Linked DNA regions of Zeugodacus cucurbitae: region 2 is linked to region 1. A link is a contact called in public Hi-C data. All regions are on one chromosome and are shown on one strand. Each heading gives the region's core, a stretch centred on a gene start, on an enhancer-like site or on the middle of the called end of the contact. The rest is flanking DNA. Distances are from core to core; before and after follow the strand shown.

Region 1 (4,163 bases), core at 1,018-3,517:
AGATACAAAAAAAATAGTTTTCTAGCAGTTTTTACAAACCAAATATAGAGAATGACAAAGCAATTAATAAGTGAATTATTAGTAATGGTAAATATTTTTGTAAAATCGCAATCGCGCGCAATTGAAAATCAAGGTAGTACTTACTATATATACTATATACATATAACAGTATGTGCAGTTATATTTTTAAATAAGCTTTGTAAGTGAAGTTGCTGAAAAATTATTTACTTTTTACTTAAAATGTAAGTAAAGGCAACAAAGCAGTAAAGAATTATTTTTTTGTAAATATGCTTAGTGAAATAAATTAAAAAAAAAAATCAATAAGTAACTACGTCATAACAGCGTATGTAGTAAGAATTCGATTGTAATTATTATTATTTTTTTTTTTATTCTTTAAAAGTCTTTAAATATTTTTGTGTTGTTTATTTTTTAATTTCAAAAAGAAACAATTTTTTTTTGTTTTTTTTTATTATTGCAAATTTAATGTCAAAAAGAAAGAGAAAAATCTTTTGAGAAGAATATTTTATTTTTTTTATTTAATTTTTTATTTTTTTAATTTTACAACTTTAATGTCCAGCACCATATATAGGGCTTACACATAAAAAAAATACTGCTAGTTAGTATATATAACGTACATACACATATTATATATAAAAAATATATAAAAATATGCTTTTGTACTACTGTCTATTGAAAATCATAGATATGAAAATCCAAAACATAATCACATTTCCTGCAAGCGTTGCAAATTGGTGCTTTGTGCCGCGGAATTTTATCCAAAGGCATGTCAACTATTTTATTGTACTAACATTAAAAACAAAAACCTAAATAAAATAAATTATAAATTCTAGATTGATCAGTTATCTACAATCTAACTATGTATCTATACTATACCCTTAATATGTATGTATTTTTAGTGAAAAAAATTAAGAAATTAAAAAATCTCTTGTGTAATCCCAAACATATAAACTGCATATTGTGTCCACTAAAATCATATATAAATTAATTATTTATAATTATAAAGCATTGTGGCGTTCTTTCACAAACACCATTACCAAGCGTTGTATGACCTATGCAATTTTCACTACAAACATACCCAAAAATATGGACAACACTGTAATATTATAGCTAAAAGAAAGGAATGTATGTATATAATTTGTATTGATTTTTTTATTTAAAAAACTTCCACGTTTTTTCACAAATCACAAATAAATAGTTTTATAAGTATAACAGCAACTATGTTTGTTTGCTTATGTAATAAACTATATATTTAATTGTTAATGCAAAGTAAATTTAAAGAGAAATGGAATTAAAAATTCAATAAATATATGTATAAGAACATTTTGATTTGTATGCAAGCAAACAAATGCTAATTATTGAATTTTTCTTTAATTTTACAAATATTTTCATGTTATTTAACTTTGTTTCGCATTACATAATAAGTGTAGCATTAAACAAACAAAAACTCCGTTATTAATTTCAATATATGTGTACTATATCAAAATCATATGAACTAATGTATTTTAAATGCATCTAAAATTTATTAATTCTACATGCTGCATACCGCACATGCCTGTGTGTATGTCTGTATGTATGCATGTAGGCGTTTGCAATTGTTTCAATTCGTTGAAATTGAAGTTTTAATTGTATATAAGTTTAAGTAAATTACACTGGTTGATACATTATAACAGTAAAAATAAACATAAATAAATAAAAAATATAAAATTAAAAAACAACAAAACAAAAGTGTTTTATTATTTGTTTAATACTTTTGCATATATGTGAGGAGTACCCCTAAAATGGGGTATGACCGATGGTGTATAAAAACTTTCAAAAAAAAAAAATTTATTAAGGCACTGTTTTCCTAAAATATTTTGGAATATTTTTCCATAAGAGTCTAATCTAAACTGCAATGAAAAACTTTGGTCTGTCAACGGTAGACCTGTGCGTAGCTACCTTTCTTATCAGGAGGAGGACCTCAAAAGATATACGATTTTCTGGAGTTTATATTATATTCTCTTCCCATTTTTAACATTTACAAAATTACGTAATTGATTATTTCTTTATTGACTACAAAACATTCCAATAATGGTAATTAAATATAATATTAAACAATTTCTTAAAATCATTTGCATGGATTTATCGATAGCTAATCGATAAATATAATGCACTCATATGCTATAACGTAAACCTGTGAACCCTACACACGGTAAAGCAAAGTAAACAACAACAATTTTAAATAAAGTGTTGTCTCTTTTACACATTACGTTTGCTTACGAAACGTCAACGAAAAGTCAGAAGTTGCAACACTATACCAGTTGTCAGTGTTCAGAAAGTAAGGACAAGTGTGTGTATGCGTGGTTGTGTGTTCAATTATCAAAATGTCTGACTTGAATCTGAAGTAAGTGAATTTTCAGTGAATTATTTTGTAAATATTTACTACAAATCGAAATATTTAACAAATATTTAATGCAAAATCAATAATATAAACAATATAGTGTGTGATTAAAATGAAATATATTGTGATAGTTGCAGTAAATATGCGAAAATATCATTTGAAATTTATTCATTGTTGGGGGTTGATTTTCGCCACATTGAAATGGCAGCTGTTGAAATTTTCATGAAAAAAATTTATTTTGTAATTTTTCCAGCGACGATTTATTGAATTACGAATTGGGCGATGATATTGATGATCAAGCACTTTACGGGGCTGATGAGGATGAACTACTATTATCAGATGATGGTAAGTCACTTTTTACAAGATATTTTTATGTATTCACGTTGATGAAAATATTGAATTTTTAATTTCTTCATTGTGAAGAATTAGAAAAAGATGTAACAAAAGAAGTTAAACAACAAATAAAGGCAGAGGCTGAGCAATGGGTTAAAGAACGTATACAAGAAAAAGGTGAAAATGGGGCTAACAACGCTGGTGCTGCTCAATCAATTGCCGCAGTTGGAGGTATAAATTCTGCAAAATCGAACAAGGACACAGAGAAGCAAGTCACCGCCGATGCAACGGAAGTGACTTCAACTGCGGCAACGCATTCGGTTGCGAATAGTTTGAAACATGGTGATACAACCGATGATGTGTCCACTAGTGAAAATTCAGCACCAGCAAATGCAGAATTTAAAGAGCCCACAAAATCTCAACCTCAAAGAGAATCAACACAAGCGGTAGCCCCAGTGTCAACACAGACACAGACTTCATCGGCAAACACAACCAATATCGATGAAGTGACTTCAAGTAGCAGTAAGGAAGTTGAAGTAGATCATTCTTCGGTCATTAGCTGCAGCACCGGTAATATGACTGATTCCTCCTTCATACAAAGCTCGCAAGAGAGCTTGGGTTTGGCCCCGCTAAGTGCCAGTGATTTTTCCGATCCCAGAGAGGATATGGAAGAAGAACGTGAAACACGTACAAATATAAAAACAACAAATGAACGTGATTTTGATACAGGAATCAATGAATCAGCAGGTAAACAAAAATTCAACAAAATATATGTAATTAATGATTAAAAAAATTTTAATTATATCTTCACTATATTTTTAGAAAAACATCACTCCCGATTCGTACATAATAAACGTGGAGGAAATCCACTGCTGCGACCCCATTCACTACGCGGCTCTTACCACGGTCAGAGACCACTCCTCCGCTATCCGCCATCACACGGTAATTTTCTATTGACAACGCACGGGCTACCCGCGGCGAGAACAAGTATCATTACAACAACGCTAACCCACACACCTTCCGCCCTCATTCCAGGTCAATTCCCACTACAACAACCGCCCCTACCTTACGCACCACACAACACAGCACACGGTCCGCCATCTACAAATCCCGGAGCAATGGGACCACAACCAACAAACCCTAATGCACAAATTCCTCTCCACCAACACGATCCCATGAACCCCTCACTTTCCCATCGTCCACGACATCCATTCCCCGGATTTCGTCCAGGTGGGCCTATGAATTTTAGGCATCCTAATCCATCAAATATGTATCCACAAGATTATAATGGCAATGGGGTACCCTTCAGTCAGAACTTCGGTCATATGGCACATCCATCTCGTGCCATGTACCGACCGGAACTCGCTGGCGGACCAATGCAAGGTGGCAACAATCCAGGAATAGGACCAACACCTGGACCTATGGGCATGCG
Region 2 (4,163 bases), core at 928-3,427, 130 kb before region 1:
CAATAACAATAACATACATATACCGGATTGTTTAATGATCGAATGAATATTTGTATTTTGTTAAGAAGCAAATGATACATACATACATACATACAACTATTGTTATAAACATTCCATACATACTTATAAAAATAAAGATATATGAAAATGTTTCCTTGTATTGGAATTCAATGTGTTTAATTATGTAGTCACAGTTTCAGAATAATAGTTTGTAACTAAAAAATAATTTTATTTTGCTCTAGCTTAAATTTATATACAATCATTATCACTTTGCCCGAAATGTTTTTTTAAAACAAGAATTTAAACAATAAACAATTGACACTTTCAAAAATCTTACCACAAATCCACGCAACAATAAAACCAACTGACAATTTTTACTTTGGAATATCCGTTACTATGTATTTTTACTTAAATTATTACAAAAAAATAATAAAAATAATTGTATATTAGTATGTACTACAAAATATCGCAAAATAGAATGTATTGTTTCGTATTCGAAGTAACTGTAAACTGTTTAATAAGAAACAAAAAATTGATGCGCGGTGTAACTATATGCTTCAAACTGTTTTACACTACATTTCCGGCCCTTGGCCAAGGTGTGCCTTTTGTTGGCCTTCAGTCCACGCTTTGGCGATCATTTGCTTAGTTTTCGAATCACCGCTGTTGTACATCTTCTTCATTATATTTACAAGCGCATTCTCTGGATTGCCGTCATCAGAGCCTTTCAAATCGTCATCTAATTTCTGCTTCAGTCGCTTTTGTATGGTGGTTAGGTGATCCCAGTGTTTGCCTTCATTCAATTTCTTCAAATAAATCGCGACCATGCCTTGTTTCACTTTACGATAACTCTTCTCCACATTGATGCTGTCGAGTAAGTTGTTGATCGTCAAACCGTAATCTTTGCCATTCAAATCGCTAACGTGCAATACCATTGAATTTTCATTGAAAGTGGCGACAACATTCGATTCGTCAATGTTTTGGACACCTTCCAATGTGACGAACAACTTGACAAACTTGTCACTTTGATCCCATGCATACTCATTCAATTCCACTAAATACCTGTGGGTGCATGTAATAGGTGATAAATAACATATGTGTACACTTTCACTGCGCAGTGTTCTAGCAGAACACCTGGTATCGCGCGTGTAGATGTTTCTAGAAGCTTATAACAAAATTGATTACCTTCTTGGTGTTGCAGCGGCTGCTTTTCTTTCGGCTGCAATGCGCTCTTTCATCTCTAAATTGACAATTTCCTTCTCAACCTCGGCTTTGGCTTGTAATAACACATTTCGCACTCTTGGACGTGTAGCCTCGCCAAGAAATCTGCTTAACTCGCCTGCGTCTTGTAGTAACTGTGGAATGATAGCCTTGTATTTAGTGCTTTCGTTTTAATTTAAATAACTCACCTCTTCGAAAGACATTTTGTAGTTTGTTTTATGGTTATTTTATATTAGTTGGAATATTAATTTTCAAATTAGAATCCTTTGAAGACACTCGCCTCGCTTTTAACCACTCTTTTTGTTAATGCCGAATAAATGTGTGAACTTGAAACAGGGTACCAAAAGTTATTGCCCACACTCAGTGGTATTAAAACTGTAAGCTGCAAGTTGCCACACTGATTGGAATGCGTTTATGAAGTCTGGTCTGTACATATCGATAAATTCTGTATGGTTATAAGAAAATTGGTGTCATACTTCTAGGAGGAAGTTATATTCTTTGCATTAAAATTTAAAAAAGCACAAGAATTTCGTATAAAAGCTAACGAATTTAATTGCATGATAATAATACTATGTTAAAGCTAACACAAATATTAACGAAAACAAACATTTGACAGGCAATGCTAAAAATACATGCGATCAGCTGTTGCCTGAAAACTCAATGCTGCCACTAGTAAACAATTCAATATGTTAGTCTAATTTATATAAATATATTCCCAGCATATTTTGGTGCACAATAACTTAAATAAATTGTTGTTGTTTTTGAATATCATCATCTTAAAAAATATTCTTATAAACACATTTAATTTAAGCAAATACCCGCACTGCCTATTGCACTCCCCAACAATTCCCTCAAATATTCGCATTGGGGATTTTTGTGCGTGTTGACAACATTGCCGCTGCCTAGACTTGCCGCAGCAGCGACGCGGCCTCATGTTGATCTTTGAATTTGCGTTTGAATATAACAAATGCACTCGTCGTCGCGATTGTTAAACGTGATAGTGCGTCGCGAGGTTTCCGTCTTCGTCTCCGTTTGCGGTGTTTTGCATTTAAGTTTTGCGCCTGCCTGGTCGTTTCGTCAAATTTAACTGGTGTTTAAATTAAAGTTTGATTTCAAGACGGTTTTAAGGAGTTTTATAAAACTGCCTTGCAAATTGATTTCGTTGTGATTTCTCAAGTGGATTTACTAGTGATCACGCTGTGTGCCAATAAAAGGCAGCACAATTTCAAATTCTTAAAATTAGTAACAACAAATTCAGTGTGTGTACGTAATTGTGTACGAATTAAGTGAAATATTAAATATTGAATATTTCTTGCAAAGATTTGCAAAATATAAATTTTTTGTCAACTCAAAGATTTGCGGAAACGGAAAGTAATTTTCTGCACAACAACAACACACACACACATAGGCAGGCTGGCAGACAGCGCCTGAAAGTGTTAAAGGAAACGGAGGAAGCGAAAAGGTTTGTCAAAACAAAAATACAAATAATGATGATGTGCTTATTAATTAACACATTTGCTCGCACATACATGCATACATACAATGCTGTGAGTGGGTGCCATCTGTATGTTTATTTGTATGAATCTGTTTGTAAGCACGAGTCTGCCATAACTCGTTCGTTCGCTCGCTTAATTTGCTAACATTTCTTATCACCAACAGTGTAGTTTTTTGTTGTTATTCTTGTGTTGCTTATTGGGAAAAAGGAATGAGTGCACAAGCAATGAAAAAACAATAACAACAAATAACAGCGATTAGAACAGTTGTGCGGCGTTCAAAAATTAATCATGTTTTCTGTCAGTGTGTCATTGTCGCTGTTTATCGTCGTTTTGTTGTTTTTTTTTGTATGTATTTGTATTTCTTGCTGAGCGCATATAAAACACTATAATTTTTAGGAACTGTGTGACTTATTAAGCGAAAATTATACAATAAATATAAAAATGGCACGATTACGACGCTAGATGTTGTAAAATTCTTTCGCCTGACAATGCGACAATATACACACTTTTGTATTGTGTTTTTACTGTTTTAGTTCGTAAAATAGTTTCTTAGTAAAAATAGTGTATTCACTTTTGCTTGCACCCTAAAGCTTTTAAATCAAATAATTCTTTAGTTTTATGCTTTCATTTACTTCAGTTGTGATAGCAATATTGAAAATGCTTATGTCGATTTAAGCTGACACTGTCTTTTTCAATTCTCGTAAAAATGTAGGCTTTTCCATTATCACTATTCCAAAATAATCGGAAACTTGCGATTATAAGTTATAGTTCCAGATAAAACACAATATTGAGTCGTGAATATACGAGATGTGTTAAAAAAATAACGGGAATTTTAAAAATTCCAATTGACGCCGTGTAACTTTTTCCTATTTCCAAAAATAAATACAGCCATAAACAGTCGTCGTTTTACAAGCATACGAGATAATGCTGAAAGAGCTAAAGGCTATCCCAAAAATCGAGTTTTTAGAAATGTTTCGGAAATTGGAAGAACCGCTGACATAAGTGCATAATATCGAATTGAGACGAATTGAAGGTGACAACATTAATGTAGACGAATGAAAAAATATTTTTTCAAAAATCGTAAATTCGAAAATCCCCGTTATTTTTTGAACATACCTCGTATTTGTTAAAACATTTAATTTATTAAAAATTAGCTTAAATCGACTTAACCTAACTTTATATAGACATGATAAAATTGGAAGAAGAGTGCACAGCTTTTGGTCTTATTTATCATTTATTAAGAAAAATAACTGTTCATTGCGTAAAATTCAAAATTATTATTTCACGTACCGACAATAAGCCATATTGATTTTGCAAATTTTAAACTTCTTTTTATATTATACTGACATCCACTTCCTTTCATTTAACGGTATATTTTTACGAAGTTGTTTTCGAAATTATAATTGGAGATCTTGCTGTTATGAATTTTATGTTTAATTTTCGGCTTCT

What was found. A called contact is a pair of places that touch in the nucleus more often than the background predicts.
Region 2: a contact with region 1 is called in a Hi-C map of whole body, with 4 times the contacts expected there. The contact joins the promoter of Gas2l1_1 here to the promoter of LOC105211790 in region 1. A contact is called at or near these places in 2 of 2 Hi-C or Micro-C datasets (both in whole body).

The regions. Positions count from the first base shown.
Region 1 is chr5:67,349,239-67,353,401 of idZeuCucr1.2, reverse strand. It overlaps LOC105211790, which reads left to right and starts at 2,267. Exons shown (of 6, transcript XM_011183415.3): 1 at 2,267-2,401; 2 at 2,652-2,743; 3 at 2,822-3,478; 4 at 3,554-4,163. The coding sequence starts at 2,382.
Region 2 is chr5:67,478,361-67,482,523 of idZeuCucr1.2, reverse strand. Gas2l1_1 (GAS2-like protein pickled eggs) reads left to right here and starts at 2,177. Exons shown (of 10, transcript XM_011183414.3): 1 at 2,177-2,680. LOC105211792 (calcyclin-binding protein) reads right to left here and starts at 1,584. Exons shown (of 3, transcript XM_011183417.3): 1 at 1,407-1,584; 2 at 1,183-1,352; 3 at 372-1,059. The coding sequence starts at 1,421. The coding sequence ends at 573.